Regions from separate parts of the Zea mays genome. Here region 1 is linked to region 2. A link is a contact called in public Hi-C data. All regions are on one chromosome and are shown on one strand. The core of a region is the stretch at or near the end of the contact, and the rest is flanking DNA. Distances in the headings are between cores, read along the strand shown.

Region 1 (2,700 bases), core at 51-2,550, 320 kb before region 2:
GTTGGTGACCGCGAGGGATTGAGGGTGAGGCCATGATGGTTAGCTGGCTAGCTGCCATGGGGAGGCCATGGTGTGACCACGTCTGTGGCTGATGAATACGAGCTGGTCACTTGCATGTCGTCGAAGGCGAAGCCCGGGCACGAGCCCAGGCTGGCCGGGCGATGCCTCCGCCACTGGCAGAGATACTTCCTATTTTCATTCAAGGAACAGAGTACTAATCTAGTACAAAGGTTCAGGGCTTTAGGCACATATAAACATGCCTCGACATAAAATCCAACTGGTTGAGCAGCTAGGCCGAGTCAAGGCTGGGCAGAGAGGGGAAACTAAAGTGAAGCATTTCATTTTTGGGTAATCTTATTTGTATCAGGCTCAAATTTCTCTCTTTGGCTCAGCTAAGCCACAAATACTTAAGGTTCCATAATCATATAGGAACCAGTGGCACCCTCTCAGACTATGCATATACAAGTCGTCCACAGACAATCTGAAGAAGTCCTTGTATGACGTTATATTGTTATTCGGACGACTTATTTCATAAATTCGTAATGAATGAAGATTTACGCTTAAAAATACAAGCATAAAATGCTGCCAGCTGCTGCTGTCATGCTTCACCAAGTATGAATACTTAATCAGGCGGATGGTCTAGGTTTCACGCAACAGAGATTTCGCCAGAACTTATGAAGTAACTTCGATCCACCTCAGCAGCAGGTCAGTGGAACCAATTCGTTAACAAACTAACTTTCCTAACTCAAACTAAGAGCACGAGGGAAAAAAGGCATGCACTAGACCTTGGCAGCGCCACCGACAAGCACGGGATCCCTGTCAAAGTCGCGGTCGTAGGGCACGGCGTCCTCCCTCTCGAGCCGCTGCTCGCACCGCCGGATCTCTTCGTCCTCGCCGTCGCCGTCGCCGTCTGCCCTCGGGACCGCGCCCCGGCCCACGGATTCACCCCAATGGGAGGAGCGGCGGTAAAAGGAGGTGGTCCAGCTCTCGACCACCTCGGCGTTCTTCGCCATGTCGAGGCGGCCGAGGAAGGCGATCTCGGCGAGGAAGGCGGCGCCTACGAGGAGCGGCAGCAAGCACCTCCATCGCCGCCGGCGGCCCGCCTGCGACTGCGAGTGGGAGGAGACCATCATTGCTGGCCCTCCTCGCGCCTCGCCGGCGCCGGGTGGGGAGTGGTGGAGAGATCGTGTGGGGCGACCAAGAGACGGTGGGCGGAGTCAGGCGAGTTTGGAACGAGCCAACGACCCCCCGCGCCAGCAGCCGCTGAGATCTTCCTCGCACGGGCACGGATTTGGTTCTGTTCGGCCGGCTCCAATTCTCCATTGGCACGGACGAGGGACGAGTCGTACTCGTACAGACAGACGGGCGCCGGCGAGAAGCAGGCATGTGGGATGGGCACCACGTGTCAGGGAAATGGAGTGGCCGCTGCCGCTTTGCCTTTGTTGGATTGGAGAGCCCGCCGGTGGGCTTTGACAGTTGGGCTCAAAGCAGTTTTCTAGTAGTTCGGGCTTGAAACGAAACCAGGCCGACATCGGGAATTGTAATCCAACGTGTGTTTCTAAAAGAAAGAAAGAAAAAATGTAAAACAAGTGTTTTGGAACCCTAAAAACAAACAAACGGCGTCCCTCAACTACCAGATCCAAGGTTGTTCCTGACTTTTCGGGGGCCCTGTAAGAAATCCGATATAGAGGCCCCATCCACACACAAATATATATAATTATACATATATTATACAAATATATATAATTATACATATATTATCGAATATTTGACGTATAAAAATTATTATGCATTGTTTTGAAGTTTATAAGATAACAAATGTAAAATATATCCAAAAACACTTAGTTGTTATCTGATATCATTAAAAATATCTTCTAACATTTTGTGATACAAAGTCATCGTTTATATTATTGAGATCAATCTTATCCAACAACTTTTTTCGATATATAGAATCGCTAAGTCATTTAACCTCTCTTGAGTTATCGTTGACCATAAATAGTTTACAAAATATTTCAATTTTAAAAAGCTTCTCTCTACCGATGCAATCATCATATGTATAGTAAATAATATTCTCTCTATATCAAAATAGAATTTATTTTGCTTCTTTAGTGGATTCATCATCATATAGTTGAATATAAATATAAAAATCAAGAAAGCTAAAACAAATACTATTTGAAACGGATGGAGTATTCGATAAGTAATTGAGACATTAGTTTAATAATCTAAACGAGACTGGTCGATAGCGCATCGCTTTTTACGTATTTGTGTCTAGAATTGTCGGGGACCATAATTAGGGGTACCCCCAAGACTCCTAATCTCAGCTGGTAACCCCCATCAGCACAAAGCTGCAAAGGTCTGATGGGCGCGATTAAGGTCAAGGCTCAGTCCTCTCAAGGGACACGATCTCGCCTCGCCCGAGCCCAGCCTCGGGCAAAGGCAGCCGACCCCGGAGGATTCACGTCTCGCCCGAGGGCTCCCTCAAGCAACGGACACACCTTCGGCTCGCCCGAGGCCCAGTCTTCGCAGAGAAGCAACCTTGGCCAGATCACCACGCCAACCGACCATATAGCAGGAGCATTTAAGGCAAGGATCGCCTGACACCTTATCCTGACGCGCGCTCTTCAGTCGACAGAGCCGAAGTGACCGCAGTCACTTTGCCGCTCCACTGACCGACCTGACAAGAAAACAGTGCCGCCTGCG
Region 2 (2,700 bases), core at 7-2,506:
TTTGACAAACCAAAATCTTGTCCATATCTTCAGCTGCACGAAGCCCAAACAATTGCTCAACAAATGATAAAGCGAACTGAAATGTTGTCCCTGGCCCACGACTTGTAGTAAGCTCTCCTGAAACCTGAACATTTGATTCAACTGCCCGGAATGCAGGGAGATCTCCTATAAAAGATGGGTGACAGGTGATCTTGTAAAGAAAGAAGTAAAAAAAATGTCACTACAAAACCCAAATATTAGTACAGTAAATTTATCCATATAGCAAAATGACCACCTTTTTTCTCCTGTGGAGACCCCACGGCACTAGAACAACCGCCGGTGCAGCACATATAGCACCATACAATCTTTTCTCCTCAGCCTGTCTAACTGTGATCCTCTGAAGGATGTCACTGTCTCTCAATCGCACTGAACCAGGCATTCCTCCCTGCACAGAGCAATGCATGGGTCAGATACTGTATTTTGTGCACTGCCATGTAACACCACAGAACAAAAAGGTGAGACCGTGAGAGATTGGTCACTCACCATCAGCAGAAGTGTTGTCAAATTGCTAGTTTTTTTACGAAAGATTGTCAAATTTTTGTTGTTGTCAAAATACATATTAGAACGGTTGACGCGCTTCTGAATCATTTCCCTTGCTAATTCCTATCCTAAATGCACTAAACTCCACAGGAACCATTTATGCTACTTGTAAAAGAAGAGGAAGTGAGTTACTGGGAGAGCCACAAGATCGAACACTTGGTCAGCGCAGGAGGCAATGTGCGTGTCCGCGATGATGCGGGAGCCGCAGGACGCCTCCACCTCGAGGCCGTCCTCCACAGAGGCAAGCGTCACATCAGCGGAAGCCCGCCGAAGGACACCGGCGATGATGACCGCCTCCATCTCCTCCGTACCCATGGCGATGGGCACGAGAACCTTCGCAATAGAAGGCGCGACGAAAAGTTAACATCGAGGTGCTTTCGGCGACAGGGGTGGCGAATGGAGACCTGACCTTCTTCTTTGGACAGGAAGGCGACGAGATGGCCGCTGAGGTGGCGGACAGCGACGAGACGGCTGCTGCGGTGGCGGAAAGCGTGGGGGGCGCCCGCGCCAAGGAGCGCGGTGGCGGTGGTCTAATGGAGGAGGTAAGGGAGCAGTTATGTGAGTTCAGCGGTGACCGTAGCTCCATGGCAGGAGGTGCAACGGGGGAGAGGAGAGGGTGCCATGGAGAGAGCATCGACAAACGCAGGTCGTAGGAGCGGGGAAGACGACGGGAGAAGCGAGTAGGCGTTTGGATATGGCATATGGAACACAGGTATGGATATGGGGAAGGGATACATGGGAAACGGGCAGCACGGCCTAGGCACGGGCGCACGGCCCTCCACCGGACCCGTGCTGACCCGAGTCCATGCACGCCGTCGTCGCAGCCGCGACTCCGCGTGAGGCCGTCACACCGCCGCCGTGCCGAGCCCGTCTCGCGCCACCGCAGCGCCGCACCCCTGCTCCCCGCGCTGAGGCCGTAGCACCGTATTATTCCATCCATCTTGGACTAGTTTACAACCTCAAATCCTCTTAAAATCTCTGGTTTTTTTCTACTCTAGGGCTAATTTAAAAACTTAAAATCTCCGTGATTCTTGAATATTAATCTCCGTGATTCTTGAATATTGAGCGAGAAATTAGCTTATTTTTTCTCAATCTCTAGAAAATTTCGAGGGATTTAAGTTTCTAACTAGATCTAAGATATTTAATTATTTAGGGATAGTTCGGTAACCCTATTTTTTAAAAAGATTTTTATTTTCCAAAAAAAAATAGTTTATTTTTTCTTATGTTCCGCTTGGATTATTGAATTGAATTACATTCTAATAATAATTTAAGTATATATATTAATTAAGTTAATTTGATTTTATTATTTTATGCAAAATGGAAAACACTTGAAAAAATGAAGTTGTCAAACTGACTTAGGTTTCTCTTCCCGAGTTTAGGTTCTCCCTAAGTAGGGATGGCAACGGGTACATGCCCGTCGGGTAGTACCATTCCATACTCGTACCCATTACCCATATATACTCGCGGGTATAAAATCTTACTCATACCCGTACCCGCTAGGAAAGTCTTAAATTCCAATATACAAATCACTCAAAATATTATATAAACATATAAAAACAACTTCAACTTCACATATAATAAATCATATAATTACATAACTTGGTATCTAGATAAATGATAGCTAGAGAAGGGTTTTATTTTAACTAAGATGGGTTCTATTAGATGGTTATAGTTGTATTGATGCAGGTATATTTTACCCATGGGTAGACGGGTATGGGTAGTTCCAACCCGTATTCGTACCTGTCTACCCAACGGGTAGAGGTTTTTACCCATTAGCATACCCGCGGGTAGAGAAATCATCCTGTACCCGCCTTCATATCGGGTTAAACCCGTCGGGTATTCTGGTTTCGGGTACCCATTGCCATCTCTACCCCTAGAAATGTTCCCTCCATGCTGTATAGCACCGAAAATCAAACAGTCTCCATGAAAATCAAACAGTAATCTGCTGTATAGCAGCGAAATTGTTCTGTGCATCACTGAACCATCATAAGCGCTCGCGGGATGAACCTTTTTTTAGGGGGTGTTTGGTTGCTCCTGCTAAAGTTTAGCCCGGGTCACATCAAGCGTTTGACTTTTAAATAGGAGTATAAAATATAGACCCAACCAACTGGACTAGATTCG

What was found. A called contact is a pair of places that touch in the nucleus more often than the background predicts.
Region 1: a Hi-C map of tassel shows a contact between it and region 2, with 1.9 times the contacts expected there. The contact joins the promoter of LOC100273557 here to the promoter of LOC100383711 in region 2. A contact is called at or near these places in 2 of 25 Hi-C or Micro-C datasets (ear and tassel).

The regions. Positions count from the first base shown.
Region 1 is chr1:203,963,457-203,966,156 of Zm-B73-REFERENCE-NAM-5.0, reverse strand. It overlaps LOC100273557 (3-alpha-L-fucosyltransferase), which reads right to left and starts at 1,300. Exons shown (of 7, transcript NM_001147975.2): 1 at 786-1,300. The coding sequence starts at 1,133.
Region 2 is chr1:203,645,229-203,647,928 of Zm-B73-REFERENCE-NAM-5.0, reverse strand. LOC100383711 reads right to left here and starts at 1,256. Exons shown (of 9, transcript NM_001176348.1): 1 at 989-1,256; 2 at 712-912; 3 at 275-424; 4 at 11-190. The coding sequence starts at 1,213.